2 separate regions of the Rattus norvegicus genome follow, and region 2 is linked to region 1. Evidence: chromatin contacts called from public Hi-C data. All regions are on one chromosome and are shown on one strand. The core of a region is the stretch at or near the end of the contact, and the rest is flanking DNA. Distances in the headings are between cores, read along the strand shown. Region 1 overlaps LOC102549795 (a long non-coding RNA gene). Region 2 has its middle 36 kb from the start of Gsta3l1.

Evidence for each region. Hi-C and Micro-C count contacts between places; a contact is called where the count stands out from the background.
Region 2: a Hi-C map of kidney shows a contact between it and region 1, with 13 times the contacts expected there. The contact joins two enhancer-like sites. A contact is called at or near these places in 11 of 12 Hi-C or Micro-C datasets (the A7r5 cell line, the Rat2 cell line, frontal cortex and 6 more) and 1 of 1 datasets of contacts at active chromatin or transcription factors (oligodendrocytes).

What each region holds. Positions count from the first base shown.
Region 1 is chr9:30,858,301-30,862,603 of GRCr8, reverse strand. The region is part of intron 2 of LOC102549795 (a long non-coding RNA gene); the gene reads left to right. It also overlaps a transcript of Paqr8 not described here. Among named protein-coding and RNA genes, the nearest start is that of Efhc1, 12 kb to the left of the region's middle. Within about 2 kb of position 2,438, at least 8 of the 93 cell types and tissues checked have an H3K27ac peak or open chromatin away from gene starts, as enhancers often do.
Region 2 is chr9:31,077,611-31,081,913 of GRCr8, reverse strand. No RefSeq gene overlaps it. Among named protein-coding and RNA genes, the nearest start is that of Gsta3l1, 36 kb to the left of the region's middle. Within about 2 kb of position 2,408, at least 68 of the 93 cell types and tissues checked have an H3K27ac peak or open chromatin away from gene starts, as enhancers often do.

The DNA.
Region 1 (4,303 bases), core at 1,189-3,688:
GAAGTCAGGTCTTTGGGCTTGCACAGTGAAGTATCCCTTTGGCATACTTTTTGTGGGACTTGTAAAAGGCACGGTGAGGATAACAAAGGGTGGGTAAGCGGACCTGCCTGTGGTTTGGGAACCCTGCCCTGATGCCTAGGAGAGTCTGTGATCATGGGAACTACGGAAGAAATGTAACGAAGGGGTTGGGGATTTAGCTCAGCGGTAGAGCGCTTGCCTAGCGAGCGCAAGGCCCTGGGTTCGGTCCCCAGCTCCGGAAAAAAAAAAAAAAAGAAATGTAGACGAAAACAAAAGAAGTTACTCAAGATACAGCAGAACTCCCTCTCTACCTCTGTGTCTCTGAGGGGGCGAAGCGCATGTCATTCCATTCTGGTGGACAGAAAGCCTTTCCAAACACAGAGGTGGCCTGCTCTGGAAAGAGATGATTGGGAGTCCAGAGACAGGATGCTGGCCTTTATATAGAACCCACAGCATCCTGCTCACTGTGAAACGGTGGGAACGACTGCTAACGGCCAGGCTGTGATATTATCCGAATATCAAAACCGGATGCCAAGAGACAGTCCATGGAACGTATGACAGATTTCCTTCGCTGTCTTTGAGAAAAAGAAGGTGGCTCAGCCTGGAATAGTGCTCAAGTTTACACGAACGGGATGCCCTTTACAGCGTTGTGCCTCCTGAAGACGGATGGAGAGATCATTTGAAACCAGTCGGTGGTTCTTAAAGCAGGTTTATGGTCTAGAGAGCCTTTCTGGGGATTATAGCTGAATCCTGGCACTGAACATGTATGGGATTTCATCTCTGGTTATCAGCCAGCCCAACAGTGGAAAAGTGTGGCCAGTGTGTGCAGAAATGCAGAGAAGTGCACACAGAGGTTTGTTTTTACTTACCGAGGGATGTGGGGGCAATCTACATCATACCCTTCTCTAGATTCAAAAGCTTTTCTAGTTCACATGATGATGTGGGGGGACATTTTTTTTCTATGCTCTCTTGATTCTGAAGGGGAGGAGTGGGAACTTTGGATCCAAAGACCTGAGTTTCTGTGAGATTCCGTTACCAAACCAGGTAGTCTCCTGTGTTAACATGATTTATGCCTCAATGCCTTATTGAACAGTAGGGGCAATAAAAATGGAAACTACTAACAGGCTTGTTATTGGGGAACGTGGGAAGGGATTGAGAGAAAAAAACCCAGGGTCAGTCAAGTATCATATAAGCTTTTAGTTATTTATAGACCCTGCTGACGATGTGTCATTCCACGTCTGCTCAGAAAATTACCCAGAGTACAGTGCAAATATTAACAGAATGAGGAAATGTTCGAAGTCTTTCTAGGAAGTGGAACCTAGCAACCTGGGCGGTTTAAAAATAGTCTGGGAACAATCTGCCATCTCCAGAAGTGTGCCCACAGGAAGGCAAGAGCTTGCTGGACCAGGCCCACGAGTCAAAGAACTTAACGGTGCCCCGGTTTTGTGTAGATGGAAGGGAGTAGAATCATGATGAGTAAGTGGTAATTTCAAAGTTGAGTGACCCTATCAGCCGCCCCCACATTCCCTGAAGTTACAATAAAGTCCCCCTAAGGCCTTATGTACTCCGTCCTAACCCCTAACTCTGTTCTCCCCAGTCTCCTCCTGAGCTGCCGCACTGTGGAGAAAACACAGCCAGTGCCCTCGCCTCCCTTTCACAACTGATGGGTCTGGGGATGCAACTCAATTGATAAAGTACTTGCCCAGCGATTAGAAAGCCCAGGCTTTGGCCAGAATCACTGCATAAAGCCTTGCTTGGAAGCCCGAGTCTCTGATCACAGCACTCTGGAGTCGTAGGCAGCCCGACTAGGTGATTCTCAGCTACCCATCAAGCATGAGGCCAATCTGTACTGCGTGAGACTCTGGTTCGAAACCAAACAGGGGCTGGGGTGATGGCTCAGCTCTTAAGAGCTGACGGTGGCTCTTGCAGAGGACCCCGGGGGTCAATTGTCAGCACCCACGTGGTGTCTCACAACCACCGGTAACTCGAGTTTCAGAAGATCCAGCGCCCTTTTCTAGCTTCCGTGGGCCCCTATACAAATTGGAAGCACACACACACTTAAAGGCAAAACACCACGCTCATAGAATAAACCGAACCAAACCAGCACACTCACCCCAGCCCTTCAGTCCACCCCTCTTCTCCTGGCACCGACTACTTCTAACACCAAATACTTCATTTACTCCGTTTTCTGTTTCTCTACAACTAAGGGGATAGTGCGTTTTCTTTGCTGCTGGGTCCCAGGCTAGAGCAAAGCCTGGTCCACGGCAGTCCTTGCGGTTTAAGGGATGACTCTCCGTGGATTCACATACGCAGTTCACGGGCTGACTGGGCTGCCAGGGCTGGCTGGGATCCAGCGAAAGGCTCTCCAGCACAGCCCTGGCTGGGCATTTGAGTCCGAGGAGGCAGTTCATACAATTCTCTCAACAGGAGAGCCAGTGTACCGCCGACCTTGTTCGCTAAGCCGGCGTCATCAGGTTACCCTACATAGTGTAACGTCTGAAGGGACTGTAGTAGAGCTCTTGGTATTCCTGTAAACTGAACACTGTTGATTTTGACTTTATGAAATGAAAGCAATTGGTTGCTTAAAAATCGTTAGTTCCTTACCCCGTCCCCAGGAAGTTTTGCACGGCATTATTTTACAATGAAAAATGTTTTGATAGCTTTTCCTCTTCCCCCCAGAAACACTGGTTATTAAATGAGTCTATAGATTCTTTTCTTCTCACTTTTCTACATCATCTTCAATAATCAGATACTGCTTTTTAAAAAGCAAAAAACAAAACAAAACAAAAAAAACCCCCCACCCTTCTACCGCTTTACGAAGTTTGCGCAGCTCCTTGAAAGGCCGAGGGACTGTTGTAAAGCTCCATCCTCCTACTCTTAGCACTTATCTGGGGGTGGGTTGGGGTGGGGGACCCGACAGCTTGGGCAAGGGACAATCCCAGTGACACATGAGGAGGATCTAGGGTCAGGCAAGATTGTCAGACAACTTTCTCTCGGAAGGACCCAACACTAATTTTAAGAAACTCGTTGGGTCTGACTTTGTGATCCACTCAGGCTGACTGAGGAGTGCACACCACTCTGAGAACCGGTGTGGAATCCGCTCAGTCTAACGGCGGAAGAAACGGTGCCGCCCACTGCCACTTAGGTGCTGTTCCGGACCAGAAGTTCCAGTGAGATTGTGAAAAGCGGCAGGCTGCGCGGGACTGCGAAGGACTGCAGATGTTTGGAGCTGGTCTGTGATTAGCTTGGGCCCTGAAGTTTTTCTGAAGGGAAAAAAAAAAAAAAATCTTTGAACGTTACAATGAGTTCTTGAAACGTTCCTGCCTTTCTCATTCCCTCCAGATCAGCAGTTCTCAACCAGTGGGTCGCGGCCCCTTTTGGGGTCAAACGACCCTTTCAGAGGGATCACCGTCGGAAAACACAGATGCCACAATTCATAACAGCAAAATCACAGTTATGAAGTAGCAACGAAATTTTATGGCTTGGAGTCACCACAGCATAAGGACCATGGAAAAGTTGAGAGAAAAGAAGTTGACTTTTTTTCTAAACTTAACACGTGAACACCCACATCCCTTTCCTGAAGGACGTGGGCATTGTGTTCCTGAAAGTTCTAGATTGCCTTTTGTAATTCATATTTTATCTCAAAATAATGTAGGCCATCAGTTCAAAAGGCCAAGGTCTTTAATAAGATTGTAACGTAGTTAGGGAAATTTATGCGATTTTATTGAAATCCGCAGAGAAATCAACTCTACGATTCTTCGAAGCGTAGTTTGCTCTGCCTACAAGTAGAGAAATTAGCAGTACTTATTTTTGAAAGTTTTTTTTATCTCTTCCTAGTTGTAGATGGATGTAGTGTTCAACCTCTTCCAGCTGCCAGTGTCAGACCAAAGACAACCCAACTTTAGAATGAGCTTTGGGTCCAGGCAGCCCTGAACAGGCGGGTCCAAGAGGGTAGCTTTCTTTACATGATCAACACGACAAAAATATTCACGTACAAAATCTGTTTAATGATTACTCACGTAAGTAGGTTTATAGAGACAGAAAAGAATTCCACACTTTAACCAAGCAAAACATAGTTCTAGTGGCGAAGCCCTGGCAACAGGCGCTGAGAGAGCACTGAGTAAGACAACATCGCCCTCTGGAGGATCCAGGTGGAACTACAGAGCAGTGACCAAACAATAATGGAGGGCGACAGAGGGCCACACTGCCCTCCTATCAGGGCTCTGAACTCTGTTTCAAGCTTCCAGTCCATGGCTTGCACTATGTTATGGAGAGACTTAAGGGC
Region 2 (4,303 bases), core at 1,159-3,658, 220 kb before region 1:
CCTCAAGACATTTGGAGAAAGTTCAAAATGAGAGTAATAAAATAAAGGGACTTTAGCTGGCTGGAAGGCTGACAGTTCTTTTGTGTAAAAGGCACAAAAAGAACTTTGCTTATTCCCAGGAGCATGAAAAGGAGCAAGTGTGCTTACAGTCAGAACCTGAAGGCTGTATTGTTAACCGGCATTACTGATTTTTACCAGGGCTTTAAGGTGCTTAACATCCGCCTAGTGCCCCGGAGAAAGGGAAGGATCCCAAAGCTCTCTCAAAACTATGGGGATTTAACTCACAAAAGATGAAAGCTCAGCCCCTGTAGCTCAAAATCTGAGGTAGAAGCTGATATCAAATAAGTAATGTCCAAGTAATTCAAGGAACGTCTAAACTGAGAAACTACCACAGCAGCTGCAGGTAAAACACATTAATCAGGGTCAACAACTTACGTGAAGGCCAGGTCCTGAGGGTCGGGCTGAAAAGGGAAGCACGCCAACAGTTGCTACACAAATTAGATAAAATTCTAGACACTCGTGTTCATGTATATTACAGAGAAACAACACTTTGGTATAAATACGGTCCGTGCAGTGTTTGAGACATTCTGACGTACTCGGATTGTTCCTTCTGTTTGTCTTAAGTCCCTATTTGACTGGGAGTTCTGTATCTTGTTTGGAACACAGCAAGAAAGGACTCCGGTTCGCCAACTGGTTGCTTTTTTTTTTTTTTTTTTTTTTTTTTAACAAGCATTGCCTTCTAGCTGAGCTCAAAACTGAGTTTAGCAACTGCTGTAGCCTGTGTTATGTTCACAGAAACCACACAACTCAGGTCCTTGGAAAAGCCAACCACGTAGACAAATCGAAATCTAACTGAAATGCTCCAAGTTTTAATTACAGCCTTGAAAGGGACGAGTTAACCAGTCATTTTGCAAGAGCAGCAACAGCAGTAAAGAGACAAAGGGTGGCTGCCTCCCACTGCGGTAAGAGAAAGCAGTCAGGACAATAAAAGACAGTTTCAAGTTCTTGGGAGCAGTTCAAGGGAACAGTCAGGACAATAAGAGAAGGATTGTAGAAATATAGAGAAGGCAAAAAAACAAAAAACAAAAACAAAAACGTGGGGGAGGGGACAAAAAGTTGAGGCTGAAGGGCTAAGAATGTAGCTTTCTGTTGACAGAAGAAGGCTTATCTCGCGTGCACATGGCCCTACGTCCAAGCTCTAATATTACATAAAACTAAACATGATGGTGTCAGCCCTATAATCCCAGCACTTGAGAAGTAGAAAAAGGAGGACCACAAGTTCCAGGCTGCCCATGGCTAGAGCAAGTTCAAGGCCAGCATGGACTACATGAGACCCCTTCTCTGAAAGAAACAGGGGATGACGGAGTTCCAGAATGCAGAAACTGAAAGAGGACGGAAGACTAAAAGAGCTATGAGCGCCATGGCCTAGAAACTGCAAGTCCTGCCAGTTAGAAGAACTCCAAAGAGTAGTCGAGTTTCCAACCGCAAGGGTCTCCAATACTCTAAAGCAGTCGATCACAACCTTCCTAATGCTGCGTGGGACCCTTTAATACTGTTCCTCTTGTTGCGGTGACCTCCAGCTATAACATTATTTTCGTTGCTACTTCATAACTATAACTTTGCTACTGCTATGAACCATAATGTAAACATCTGGTAGGCAATGGGGACTTAAAAGGATCTAAAGAAAGGTAACGCCATTCAGAGTGATTTTTGAAAAACTGCTCTGGTTGTAAGTGGAAAAGAGACTAGAGCAAGGGAAGCGCGTTCTCCATCGCACCTGTCTGCTCCCTCCCTAGCCTAAGGCAGGGGAGGGAGAAGTGACTGCCCCTGGCTTCAAACTGATACAACTACTGATGAGCTGTGAAAACTAGGCAAGGTCTTTAATGGCTCTAACTTTGCATGCGCATTTTACATGCTGAGGCTTTAACCAAGACGTTCCCTTGTCCTTCCTGGACACAAAAGACATTTCCCAGCGACGCCTGCATGATTCTGACAAGATTGGAATATCGGAATTCATGAGCTCACTCTGCAACCTTCCCCAAGACTCTGACACTAGGAAGGTGGAAGGCCTAGGAGAGTTAGGTCTGTGAATTAGAAAGTCAAAACATTGTCCGCAGGTGGCAGGAGGATGGGGGACAGTCTTGACACCCTGGTCTGTGGTCAGGGAGGGACAGCAAAGTCCCTTTTATTTCTGCACCTTAGCAAGACAACAGGGAAGTCAGCACTGTGGGACGAATATATACATCTGCTGTCCTAAGCCAGAGACTGTGGTGGGGGCAGAAAGAGCGGCTTGCAAGCGCAACACCTCATTCCGGAAGCAATCTCAGCGCAGCCGCACTCCCAGGCTGCAGCTCATCCCCCTCAAACCCGGGGAAGGGGCCCGGGCTAAGCCCGCAGCGCGCATGCGTAGTCATCTCATCGAGCCCCTCCCAGGAGTGTGGGTATTGCTCAGCCGCCTAGAGAGTCCGACCCTGAGAATGGCTGCTCCTAAATCCAGAATGGATTTTGCTGCCCCCTACTGGGCTGGCTGACACTTGCAGCACGTACATTATCCGTTGCATTATCAGCTGGATCACAGAAGGAAGAAAGATCTCTAGCTGGGAAGTTTTTCTTTCAAGGGACCCTGGTGGAAACTTTGGAGCCAAACAACGTGCACGCTGTCTATAAATTGTTACTATTTTCAGCGGAGAGAGCTGGCGTTCTAAGAGGTGAAGTAGTATGTCCACAGTCAGAGTCCAAGTTGATAAAGCCCAAGTGCCCGTACAGCTCACTACCTTGGCAGGTGTGGGCATAGCATCATGATCCGCTTTACTCTGTGAGAGCAGGATAGCCAGTAGATGTCTGGGAGGAATGGCACAGAACGCCACCGTTGGAAAGCATTTGGAGTCTTGCGTGTCCAGGGGAATTAGTTCCCAGAAAAGAACCTTAAATCGACATGAAATTGTGCCTCGCGTTTTGCCTGAAAACAGGACGAACCTTCTGCCCTCTGTCATACAGCAGTAGTCCTGGTATTGAGGAAGTCCAGGAATCCAGGGTTGGTAGAGTGGGGGAATAAACAAATTTCCCCCAACACACAAAGGAATCTAATATGTAGATTAAATCTTGTGACATTCCTTTGCTGAACCTATTTCTCTCTCTCTCCCCTCTCCCCTCTCCTCTCTCCCCTCTCCTCTCTCCCCTCTCCTCTCTCCTCTCTCCTCTCTCCTCTCTCCTCTCTCCTCTCTCCTCTCCCCTCTCCCCTCTCCCCTCTCCCCTCTCCCCTCCCCTCTTCCCTCTCCCCTCTCTCCTCTCTCCTCTCTCCTCTCTCCTCTCTCCTCTCTCCTCTCTCCTCTCTCCTCTCTCTCTCTCTCCTCTCTCCTCTCTCTCTCTCTCTCTCATATTTCGGAAGCAATGTGACTGCTTTTGAGAACTGGGAAGTCTAAGCTGCTCCTAGGGAATCAAACTCTAGAAGAGTTACAGGAACACTGGCAACAAGACACATGGATGTGGAGGCATCTGCATCCTGAATTTTGCCTTCCAGTTTTCCTTGCTTGCCTTCTTACCTCCTGCTTGTCCACCCTCACCCTAGCCTTCTCTCTTTCCTCAGACTCACAGCACTCTTTCCCTACTCAAAATCAAATGAGAGCCTTCCTCTTATTCCTCATTGTTTCAACATTAGGACCCGAATACATAGCTTTCTCTCTGCGAAAGTAATCTTCCTTCTAAGAGCAAGTGTCTCAGGCTAGCTGCTCCAAGATCTCTTTCACCTAGCAACTAAAAACTTAGAAGATGGAAACAGGTACATTCCGTTTCTATTGTACTCATGTTGTCTAAACTATTTAAAGAATCCTCTGTACACTGTGGGGATCACACACTTGCAAATATATAGGAAGAGGACCTTCCCTGGGCTCAACTTCCAGCCGCCAAAGCCAGCAAACCTATTTTACAAACTGATAAACAGGGGCAAACTAAGTCGGTTCATAGCCACCACGAAGGCACTGCAGAAAAGAATTGCAGGGATGCTACACAAAGAAGAGGAAGAATGTTTGGATCGCATGAGCGTAGGAGAGAATGAGTTAATGGCAAGAGTGAGTGGTCAAGGAGAATCCATGTGATTCCTGTTGTACCCTACACAGTAAATCAGCTAAGCCCTAGCACAGTTAGGAAAGGAAAAGAAGAAACAATAATATGCCCAATAAAATCACCATTCCGTAGTAACCTTAAATGTAATGACTTTGGCTCACCAGTCTGATGGACTGGATTTTAAAAACTAGATCCAAGCGTCTATGGTCTCCAAGAAACACACCTCACAGGTAAAGACACC